Regions from separate parts of the Capsicum annuum genome. Here region 2 is linked to region 1. A link is a contact called in public Hi-C data. All regions are on one chromosome and are shown on one strand. The core of a region is the stretch at or near the end of the contact, and the rest is flanking DNA. Distances in the headings are between cores, read along the strand shown. Region 1 holds the start of LOC107878495 (mitogen-activated protein kinase 20). Region 2 holds the start of LOC107878498 (ribose-phosphate pyrophosphokinase 4).

What was found. Hi-C and Micro-C count contacts between places; a contact is called where the count stands out from the background.
Region 2: a Hi-C map of leaf shows a contact between it and region 1, with 4 times the contacts expected there. The contact joins the promoter of LOC107878498 here to the promoter of LOC107878495 in region 1. A contact is called at or near these places in 2 of 5 Hi-C or Micro-C datasets (leaf and placenta).

The regions. Positions count from the first base shown.
Region 1 is chr7:215,390,414-215,397,008 of UCD10Xv1.1, reverse strand. It overlaps LOC107878495 (mitogen-activated protein kinase 20), which reads left to right and starts at 5,141. Exons shown (of 10, transcript XM_016725510.2): 1 at 5,141-5,722. The coding sequence starts at 5,699.
Region 2 is chr7:215,528,333-215,534,531 of UCD10Xv1.1, reverse strand. LOC107878498 (ribose-phosphate pyrophosphokinase 4) reads left to right here and starts at 3,784. Exons shown (of 7, transcript XM_016725515.2): 1 at 3,784-4,205; 2 at 5,258-5,573; 3 at 5,804-5,899; 4 at 6,007-6,075; 5 at 6,161-6,199. The coding sequence starts at 4,081.

The DNA.
Region 1 (6,595 bases), core at 3,892-6,391:
CTAAAACTGTAAACTGTGTGGCAAAAGGTCGTTTTTTCCACCCAACAGTACACCTACTTGACATCCTTATCTAATGTTTGTTTTATTTACTCTTAAATTATTTTATGTCAAACACCTTTCTTGTGTTCCCTCATTCTACGGCATTGCCAGTGCCTCTCATTTTTATTTTTTTTACATAAATAACTTGGTAAAAAAGAAATTTTAAATTAGATAATGAAAGCCACTAAATTATTGTTTATCAAATATAATTAGAATATAAAGTATAAGACAATAAAAAATGTAGCTAAAAGAGTTAGGGGCCACGGGGAGGGAGGAGTTTTTTTTTGTTTTTTTCCTTTTTAATTTGGATTTGATTTATAAATGAATTAATTTAGCTTTCTGTTTTGAAAAAAAAAATAAAAAATTGAGACTTTTCTGACATAAATGAACATCTACGATACTACAGTATTATTGTTTCGAATGTGACATGTTTTTCTTTTCTACAGAAAAGAGGTGGTTTCGATCATCTCTTATGCAATTATCAAAAAAAATTTTTACTCCCAATTAATTACATATCATATCTCAATATATAATAATTTTATTATTTTATTATAATGATTTAAATATTTAATATATTTTATATTAATTAACTATAACTACATATTGAAAGTAATTTTTTTTATTTATTTAATTGGTTATCATGTTCAAAACTAATTTATTACCACAAATTACAATAATTAATAATTTAAAATATTTAAAAGACATATAGAAATTTTATTGACTCTCATTATTTTAGCAATGCCACATAAATTGAGATAAAAGAAAAAGTACCGCAAATCATAATAATTAACAACTTAAAATATTTAAAAGATATATAAAAATTTTAGTTGACTCTAAAAATTGTATCGAAACCACATAAATTGGGACACAAGGAGTAAATATATTATTTGATAATTACGTAAAAATTATTATAAATCATAACAATTAACAAGTTAAAATACTTTTTTAAAAATAGATAAAAATTCTATTCAACTTTCAAAATTTTATCGGTGCAGCATAAATCATGACAAAATAAAATTTTATCTTAATTAATTGCAACTAAATATTTAAAGTAAATCAATTTTATTATTTTAATTGACTTTTATATAGAAAATTAATCTTTTTATTTATTTATTTATTTTAGTAAATTTAAATTTTAAAATTAGTTTTTTCTTATATAGAAATACTAATATTTAAACTTAACTTTAAATTTTTAAAGTACAAAATTAATAAATTTAATTTAATAAAATAAATTTCTAATAAATATTTTCTTAGAATTTGTTTTGGGTCAATATGTATTAAGTTAAAATGAAAGAAAGAAAAATATATAGCAAAATTTTATTATTGTGAAAGATAAATATAATGCACTATCCAATAATGTTTAATAATATCATATTTTGCATATGCAAATATAGCATTCCGTATTTAATTAATATACTATTCTGGTAAATTATGGATGATTACTGTTGGATATGATAAAATTATATTAATTTTTATAGCAATAACATAATTAATCGCTCTTAATTAATTATTATGAGTCATCTAGGTATTAAGAAAATAAATAATATTTAATAAAAAACAAAATATATATAAAATGTGAAATTAACTCTTAATATTTTAAATTAAATTTTTGTTTTTCGAACGATGATTTTACTATATCACACCTTATTATAAGTTATTTATGTATTAAAAAAAACAAGAATAACAAAACAATATGTCAACATAAAATATTTGATTGAATGTCAAAATTATATTAGTGACACATAAATTGGGACGGGACAGAAGAAGATATAAAACAACATATATTATTTGAAAATGAAATAAAAAGTACTGTAAATAACAATAATTAACAAGAAAAAAAATTGATTGATTTCTGCTTCAATTGCTTCAATCGTGATTTTAATGTACAGTAATGTTTAAAGAGGGTAAAATGGCATAATGAGATTTAAAGAGGATAAAATGTATGTAGTAAAGTGTGAAAAGAATAAAGCATAAGTAAATTTTATTACTATATTTTAAAGAAATCAAAGAAAAGAAGTATAAAGATTATTTGCAAAAGATTTTTACAAACTAATTTAAATATAAATAAAGTAAATTTAGGTACAAAAAACGTGTATCTACCACAAATTTGCTATCAGACACTTTGCATTTTCTTAACATTAACAAATTTTCTATCAAATATGTGTAACCATCTTTCTCAACTTTTTACATCTCCTCAATATTAATTAATATTTCTCAGTTTTAAAAATAAAATAAAGAAAAGAAAATCTCAACTCTTCCTTCTCTATTAAAAAACAACACTCTTTTCTTGTGTTAAAAATAATAATTAAACAAAACAATAGCGAATCTAGGTTGTGTATTCTCTTTATCGGGTAAATTTATATGATTCTTAATCTTTGCGATATTAAAAAACAATAATCTGTTGGATATTTGATTTAAGCTATTTCATCATATTTGTGTCTTTTTTTTTATATATATATTTCTGATAACAAAATTCAACAAGAAGATTAAAAAAAGGTTTCAATTATGATCTTCTCAGCTCAATTATACTAATAAAAATATTCTACTACTCAAACTTTCTATTTCAAGATAAATTCTAAAATTTAAAAATTGCAGTTCTACTATTTTAGGCCCGTAATAATACGGGCCTTGCACATGGCCCTTGCACTTCTAGTATCAATAGACTATCCAGTAGTAATTGCTGATATGCAAATATCTTCTTCATAATTATGTCTATCCTCACTTCAATTTTAATTATTAAGATTAAATTGTTTGATCTTATATAATTATTTATTGTGAGTAAGTAATTATAATTTTTTACATCGATCACTAAAATTATCTAATTACTTGAAATAATGATATACAAGAGTCATTTTTGGAAATTAACTATTTAATCTCTTTATTAATCCACTAAAATAGTGTATACCGCACAATCCCTATATTTCACTATTGTATAAAAAAAAATTAACAGCTTAATACAACGAAAAAATATTACTTAACCCTGTGGCATTAAATAAATACATGAGATGCATGTATAGGATGAATTCCTTTTTCTTTGTTTTTTATTTGAGCCGGGGGTCTATCGGAAATAGTCTTTCTACTTCTCCTGAAGTAATGGTATGGATTGCGTACATCTTACCCTCTGAGGCCCCACTATGTGAGAATACACTAGATTGTTGTTGTTATTTTTCATTTGATGTACCGTATTTATCTTGAAACTCGATTAATTAAAATTCATACAAAGAAAAATCTCACTTCAAAAAGTGAAGTAATTTTCAATGAAAGCAATATTATTTCTAAGGTTAGAACCAAATATTTCTAGCCAGTGATAATTACTTCCATTTATCATAATTTATTGGTGGTAGACCAAGTTGAAAGATGCATAAAACCACAATATTATTACTCAAACTTTCCAATCTAATAACATACCATCCAATTTTGTGGTGGTGTTTAAAGGGCAGATTCATTTTCATCATCACGGATATGCCTTTTCCTTCCAATAATTTCATGGAGCAAATAAAAATAATTAGGTTTTCCTTACAAAATCCAAGTATAGTTTTTTTTTTATTTCCCATTTGGTGTCCGGTATCGTCATTGAAGTCCCGACTAATTCAAATCGCGCGTTGCAAGACCCATTAAGAGGGTAGCGCTCCCAACAGAATTTTCTCCTTACCCAAGATAGTATTGAAAGAACATAATAAAATCATTTTGACTTCTTAAATAGGACCACAAAAATGAAACAATTTTTTTTTTAAAAAAAGATCAATTAAAACAAAACAAGGGACCGGAGTATCTTATTCTTTGTTCGGTAATAATATTGGAATAGTTACATATTTGGATCAGTAATTAATATGAAGATAAGTTATTCAAAAGGGATCGTAGTAATAATTGTGAGATTAGTTATCTCATGTCTAACAAAATCTGCATTTATGAGGTCTCTCAAATCCTTTTTCTATTTAATAAATAAATAATATTTTTGTAATACAATGCATGTTGTTTAATATAACAAACAAACAATTAATAAAAAATAATATAAAATAATCAATCTCACTATAACAAATTTCAACCTAACTTATTTTTAAATGAAATGATTTATCAATAAAGTTTGAATTGAATTATTGGATTAACACATACACATTTAATGCAAAACAAAAACAGCAATTTGCACTTATTATTCACATTAGAATTAATTATACGCATGCTACCTGTCTTTAAATAAAACTTTTTGTAACATTTAACTATATAGTAATAACCAATTACTATTTTTATATAACTTACTTCTCAAGTTATTAAATGTAGTAAAACTTTTTGTAACATTTAACTATATAGTATAATTCATTATTGTTTTTATATTAATTTACTTCTAAAGCTATTGATTAACATATTTTAATTTAAAAACGTACTACCATAAAATGTAAGCAATTTCTTTTTTTGTTTCCTCCCTTTCTGTTGCGTGTTGTTAAATGCATCCGCCTCTTGGGTGGCCGTGGCACTATATATTGTATCCAGATAAGATACACTCACATCACATGCACGTAAATATAATATGTAAACTACTTTATATTATAGTAGTAAAATAAAATATTGTTCTTTATTGTACAATAATTATCAACATAAGTTGTAATCAGATCAGATGATCGATATTCTTTCGTCCTTAATAACTTTCGAGAAAGATTTTAGACTCTTTAACTTTTAAATATAAAAAAAGTTATTGGCATCTTGAGTTCAAGTCTCTAAATATAAAATAAGTTCGATTAGAAGTTTGAGTTGAGTTTTTAAATAAAAAAAGTCCAATTACGAGTGTTGCTCTAAAAAATGGACCGATAGACCACTATCTAAATTTAGTTGGGCTCCAATATGATAGTTCTGTAGGCCGTATAGTTTAGAACCTAAATTTAGGTTGATTTCAATATGATAGTCGGGGCGCAATTCAGATTAATCAAACTCCATTATAATAGTCGGATGGGCCTTATAGTACATATTTCAAATTTAGTCTAGCTTCAATGTGACGATGGTCGGGAGCGTCACTTTAAAATATGGGCCGAGTAATGCTCTGTTCAAATTTAATTGGGCTTCAATACTATAATCAAGTAGGCCGGCCATGTAGTTCACATTCTAAATTTAATCGGCTTTCAATATGATATTCAACACCGAATGAAAAACCTATTTGTTTTTTTTTATATATAAAAAAATAGAATGAGGTATAATACATGTCCATATATATGTATTTTTGTACATCTTGTTGTTTGTGTATGTAACCCTACCACCCCAGCAGTCCCACCTCTAAAATTGTCGGTGTCAGATCTCCCTCCTTCTCCTTCTTTCCCACCAGCTAGGGGTTTCTTCAGATCCACATATATCCATCTCCCCCTTCCCTTCCATTGTTAATTATGATGAGGAGATGAGATTTAGGGTTTTGTTATTTTTGTTGTGGTAATGTGGAACCCATTTCTTGGTTGTTGAGGGAGAGTTTTATGAAGGATCAAGAAGAAGTGGTTATATTAATAAGGTGGGACTGGGATTCTTCTTTTGATATTCGTTGTTTGGGGCAAATGTGGATGAGTTTTTGAATTCTTGAAATTCTTGAATTTTGGAGTGTTGGGGTTGGTTTTATTTGGATCACTCGATTCGAATTTGTTATTGTGTTTGTGGGGTTTGCAGAATTATTGAGAAAAAAAAAATGCAGGCTGATCAAAGAAAAAAGGTGAGATTTTTGTTCTATCTTTTTGGAAATGAAATTAATAGGTTTGATAGTCAATGTGTGTGTGTGTGTGTTAAATTTTTCTTGTGATTTTGGGATTATTGAGAAAAATGCAGGCTGATCAAAGGAAAGAGGTGATTTTTTCGTTATTTCTAGTTTTGTTGATATGTTCATTTTTGTATTGTTTGTGAATTGTTTTTCTATTTTCTTGTGCTTTTGGGATTTGTTGTGGGTTTTCAGAATTATTGAGCAAAATGCAGCCTGATCAAAAGAATAAAATGAAGAGATTTTTGCTCTTTCTTGGAAATGAAATTTCTAGTTTTTATTTGAATGGTATATTTTTTTCAATTTTTCCTTTTTTGAGTTCTTGGGATTATTGAGAAAAAATGCAGCCTGATAAAAGAAAAAAGAGAGATTTTTTTTTTTTTTCGAATTTTAGCATAATGAAGTTGCAGGTTTGTTGCTATTTTCATCGTTGCATTGTTTTTTTTTCCCCCCCCCCCCCCCCCCCCCACCCACCTATTTTCTTGTTCTTTTGGGATCCGGATTTGTTAGGTTTTGTGGGGTTTCGGAATTATTGAGAAGAATGCAGGCTGATCAGAGAAAAGAAGTGAGATTTTTTTGCTCTTTTTTTTGGAAATGAAATTACTAGTTTTATCGTTATGTTGTTTTGATTTCAATTTTTTTTTTTTTTTTTTAGATTTTCTTTTGAGGTTTTAGAATAATTGAGAAAAATGCAGCAGCCTGATCAAAGGAAAAAATTGAGATTTTTGTTCTTTTTTTTTTTTTTTTTTGAAATTTAGCCTGATGAAATTACAGGATTTATTGCCATGTTCATCATCGTACTGTTTGTGACTGTGAAATTACAGGATTTAT
Region 2 (6,199 bases), core at 2,535-5,034, 140 kb before region 1:
TCATATTCACATTTCTCAAAAAATTCACATTACTCGAAAATATTTTTCACTGTGCTTTGCTTTAATTTTTCACTGCTTGAAATAAAAAATAGTGAAGCCCGAATTTTTTTCTTTTCCAATGTTTGTTGAATGTATTGTTATTTCCATATGCATAGAGGAAAACTTGCCTATGTTACTTTTGCTAATTGCATATTTCATTTTGTCATCGATGTAGCTTGTTTCACAAAGTTGAATAAGCTCGTCGTTCCGCTTTATTTCTATTGATTGTAGTATTTTGAGATTGTCCTAGCAAAATGTTGAAAAATGTAAATCTTTGCTAATTAGTAGTTGATTAAATTTAGTGATTGTAATATTTTAGTATTCGATATTAATATTATTTGTTATTCTTAAATTAGTTCTTACAAATTGTTGAGTTGCTAGAAACATTGTTATACTAGTTAACAGTTAGTATTATTTTATAAAAAATATTTTCTACTCACTAATCAAACAACATAAAATATTTTTCAAAAAATATTTTTCACTCGCCAACCAAACGTGAGAAAATAAGTAGAAAACCAACTTATTTTTCAGAAAAACTTTTTTCAGAAAAATACTTTTCATCATACCAAACACACTCTAAAGTAAGAAAATTTTGGTAGGTGAATTATTAATTACTATAATTTTACGAAAAAGGCTCAAAATTACCTCTGAACTATCTGAAATAGCTCAAAAATGCCCTTCGTTAAATTTTTGGCTCAAAAATACCCCTCCATTAAATATTTGACTCAAAAATATCTCTCCCTCTAACAGAATTCGGAAAAGGATCAAAAATATCCTTGAACTATCTGAAATGGCTCAAAAATACCCCTCTGTTAATATTTGATAAAAAAAAACCCCCCCCCCCCCCCTTAACGAAATTCCACCAAGCATGCCACCTTTATAAAAAAAAACTACGTGATTATGTGACATTACCATCCGCATGTAAAATGTTAGTATTTTTTAATTATATGACATTCCTTTCTTCTTTATTTTTATTTTTATTTAAAAACGTCAGTAAAACGGATAAAATTTACACGACTTTTTCATTTTTGATCAAAGTAGACAAACGGTGGTTACATAATATTTTTTTTAAAAAAAATTATTAAACGTAACATCGCTATTATCAAATTCCTTTGATCATCTAAAAAATAAGTTTTTTCCTGTTAATAGGTTTAAAAGTGTAAAATCCAACAAAAGAGTTTTATTAAACTGATAAACCCATTAATTATTAGGCCAGTATAAAAGTTTAAATTAAAATTTACTCGTAAAAGTAACAAATTTCAAACTAAACTTCAAATTAGTTACTCAAAAGATGTGTTTGGCTTTGCTAGCTTTTACTCAAAATGCTTATGTTAAAATGATTTAATAAATACCTCCTCTAATCTAAAATTAATGAATCTTTGAATGTGGCACACATTTTCAAAAAGTTAATGAATGACATATTTAGAAAATAATTTATCAATATTAAGTATCATTTTACTTCTTTTCAAACTTGTTCTAAAAATAATAAGATTATTCATCAAAACTGAATTTAGAAAAATGAATTCATTTCGAATGATTAAACAAGTGTTAAAAGGAATTCATTTATTTTGAAAAAAAAAATTGCATATAGTAAATTCAACTCAATTATTAATACATCAACATTTTCTAGCTTAAAAGTTAAAATTTTAGCTCCTCCTCCGAGTCAACATCAGATCAAGATCAAACTGCCCCTCATCCCAAACGACAATAACAAGATGAAATTTAGAACCTTTAAAACACTAATGAAAAGGAGAAATCTAGAACTTTTAAAACACTAATGAAGTAATTAGCAAAATTAGTTTTTTGGTTTTTCCGTTTCATTGCTTTGCAAAAACAAAAAAAAAAAAAAAAAAAAAAGGAATGTCATATGATTAAAAAATACTAACATTTTACATGTGGATGGTGATGAGGCATAGTCACGTGATTTTTTTTTACCTAGGTGGCATGCTTGGTGGAATTTCGTTAAAGGGAGGGGTATTTTTGAGTCAAATATTTAACAAAGGGGTGTTTTTGAGCCATTTCAGATAGTTCAGGGGTATTTTTGATCCTTTTCCATATTCCATTAGAGGGATAGGTATTTTTAAGCCAAATATTTAACGGAAGGGTATTTTTGAACAAAAAATCTAGCGAGAGGCATTTTTGAGCTATTTCAAATAGTTCATGGTATTTTTGAACCTTTTCAGATAATTTTTAAAAACATATGCAATAAGTTTCTTAAAAGTTGAATTAGCATGAAAAATGTGCAGAAGAAGTCGCTATAAAAGAAAAAGACTTGGTAATGTTTATCAAATTGTCCTCTATGAAATTTAAGAAATAAAGGAAAACTTGGTAATGTTTATCAAATTGTCCTCTATAAAAAAAATGTGCTACTATCTATTTTTAATTAACTGAGGCCAATAAGAATTTTTTTTTAAAAAAATGAGGGTAGGAAAATGGGGGAGGGGATTACAATATGGGAAATCGATCCCTCACCAACAAGCTAGAAGTTCAGGTAACTAACCAACTAAAAATTTCACGTGGGACCAATAAGGGTAAAAGTAAAATTGTGTCTTTAAATAGTTATTAATAAGGAAAAATGATATTTTTTTAGGACGGACCAAAAAGTAAATGATGATACATAAAATAAGACGGAGAAAATCTCACTGTTTTAAATTGTACTTTGAACTTGAGTGTTATTATGCTTGAACCGTAGCTTTATTGAGAAATTTGTAATATTGATTCACGAGTCCTTTTTGTGGATTTCATAAATTATGAGACCTTTAATTATAATTGTAGAATGGAAAAGTTGTGGTGAGCACATACTTTTTTTGGTGGATTAGTTTTAAGTGATACTAGGATACTTGATTGATTGAAACATGTCACGTCTATACACATGATATGACACATTTTTTTTGGCCTTTGAATTGAGTTAATATGCTTTGTTATTTTGATGTGTGACATGATTCTATAAGTTTTTTCATTTGACTTAGTATACTACGTTATTTGATATGTGATACCAAATTAAATATTTAAGACAAGATGACATCTCGGAATTAGAAAAATACGTTCATAATTTTATAGTTTAAGTCAATGGACTAGCCTAACAAAATTTGATTTTAATTTAATTCATATTTATTAGATTTATTCAATCCAATTATATCAATTCACTATTTATTTATATTAATATAAATTTGATATAATCTGAATCATTTTATGAATTTATACCCTACAAATTTTATACGATTACAATATGATACTTTTCTTTCATAATTTTGCATATATCAAAATTTTTATGAACACATATTTTAGGATACAACAAGTATTCTTTAGAAAAAAGGAAATTTCATAAAAGGAAAAAGAAAATCACTCACTCTATTCAACCTATATAACTTGCTTTCATTTTAGTCGGCCATCAAATCAATGGCAAGTCTTTACTTTTAGTAACATTTTAGCTTTAAAATTATTTTATTCTTAATAAAATGATTTATTGCTTTCATTTTAGTCGGCCACCAAATCAATGGCAAGTCTTTACTTTTAGTAATATTTTAGCTTTAAAATTATTTTATTCTTAATAAAATGATTTATAGTCATACAAGTGTCTATGACTTAGAACCTGTTTGACCATAGACTTTTCAAGTAATATTTGCGAAAAAAAACTTGAAAAATAGTATTTGGTCATACAATTTGTTATTATTTGACCAAAAAATTCAAAATTCTAAATATTACTATAAAATACTACTAGTATTTGGACAAATTTCATTTTTTGTAATCCTAAATATTACGAGCTCACTCAAATTTTTCATTCAATAAAATTAAAAATTTATAATCAAATATTAACTTGTTTTAGGCTCCCAAACACTCCCATAAAGGTAGATCGTTTGTATCTTTATACAGCATAGAAAAATCAGGTGAAACAAAGAGGGCAGCCAAAAATACACTTTGTTTCTAAACATACACAGCAGCAGACAGTGCCGCGCCGGGCTCTCCTCTCAGCCTTTTTTTTTTTTCTCTCTTTTTCTCCATTGGTTGCAAAAGTGGGCGAAAAAGCTGTTTTACTGAGGAATGGAGAACGGCGGTGCGTTAGCGAAGAAGCAAGTACTTTTGTACTACTGTGTTGAAATGGAGGATCTTGCTCGTAAAATTGCTTATGATTCTGATTGTATTCACCTCCATTCCATTAACTGGAGGTACCCAACTATCAAAATTGAAAATTTCCACTCTTCTTGTCTCTGTTTCACGCACCTACTATACTTTCTTGAATTGTTCTCTGACCATTTTTAAAAAATTAAACAGTAGGAAAAAAAATATTATTATTATTATTATTATAGCCTAAAAATGTAGCACCGTGAATCCATGATCTTTTCATAAAACTAGCTAGTTTATATGTATAATTTTTTTAAAAATAAATTGGTACTATTATTTATCTGGGGGCATTCATGCTACAAGAAAAGCTACAAATTATTTTTTTATGTATCCTGGCTCCGCCACCAGGGCCACCTATGTTCTAGAAATTCTTGATTCGCTAATTTTGCTAATAAACAAAGTCAGAATTCATCTAATAATTTTACTAGAATTCTTCCACATTTTACTAAAGTTCAGATTTTATTTATTTTTAATATGAACAGTTCTGTTTGAAAGATTATGTGATAAGAGTAAATTGAACCTAAACTCCCCGTTTATTATGTTTGAACTTTGAACCTTCTCTTTGTTAAGTGTGGAACAGTTTTTTTTTGTTCCTTGATTTGGAGGATGCTGCCGTATTTAATGGGTTAAGTGAAAAGAAAACGCACAAAAGAATGATCTAAATCACTTTTAAACAATCTGAAAAAGTGAAAGTCAAATTTCTGTTACATTTTATAATCAAACATTGACTAAGTAAAATGAAATGGAGGGAGTACGCTTCATTCACTCTATAGAATTCATCGTAGTTAGCCTATTTTTACACTAGGCGTCAATCTAACTTGGTGTTCCTTCATCTGTGTTTAAGATTGTCCAAAGTTTGCTAAGATAAGTGAAGTTTGCATGTATCTTTAAGGGGGAAAGGTAGTTCTGTATTGTTTACAAAGTTGCCTACTTAGTTACTGAGGCCAAATAAAGATACTTTATGTTGGCAATGCGTATGCATAAGCACTTATCTACCTGGTTTAATGATGGATCTACAAACGATGTTGATACTTGTAAAATAGTTTGTGTTAATTCTTTTTGGGACAAGGCTAACGAATACTTGTGCATGTTTCAGGAGTTTTGATGATGGTTTTCCAAATCTCTTCATAAACAATGCACACAATATCCGTGGGCAGCATGTTGCTTTTCTGGCATCTTTCAGCTCACCAGCAGTCATCTTTGAACAACTTTCTGTGATATTTGCTCTTCCAAGGCTGTTTGTCGCATCTTTTACGCTTGTATTGCCATTCTTTCCAACTGGATCATTTGAACGGATGGAAGAGGAAGGAGATGTGGCTACTGCATTCACCATGGCTAGAATAATATCAAATATTCCAATCTCAAGAGGTGGTCCAACTAGTGTAGTTATCTATGACATCCATGCATTACAGGTAATTTCGCTTCTTTCACAGAATTATAGTTCATCCGTGCATTTGTTTACATGATTACTTAGGCTACTTATATCTAAGATTCTCTAATTGAGCTCTGCAAAAGATAATGGCTTTTCAGCTAGCTTGCTTTTCTATGAAACCCAAAATATCCTGACAGGATCACCTTGACCTCTTCATATGTTCGAAATGTTTCTTGAGATATTTATGTTCACGTGTCTATGTTTCTGCAGGAGAGGTTTTATTTCGGAGACCATGTTCTGCCTCTGTTTGAGACTGGAGTCCCGTTGTTGAAGCAACGGCTTCAGCAACTTCCACAGTCTGAGAAGGTAGGCAGCTTTCCTGCTAAACGTACTTATCCTCGTTTTTTCAAGATGACTTAGCAATGGCTACTTGTCCAATAAGTAGTCACGTCCTAACATTTTTTCTATTCCAGATAGTGATAGCCTTTCCTGACGATGGAGCTTGGAAGCGGTTCTACAAGCAATTGGGTCACTATCCTGCTGTTAGTAAATCATAGAAACTCCTTTCCTGTGGTTTCTATGTGCTACCTTATATCATCTCGAACTTAGCAGATTTTCTTCTCCTAGGTAATTTGCACCAAAGTCCGGGAGGGTGACAAGAGAATA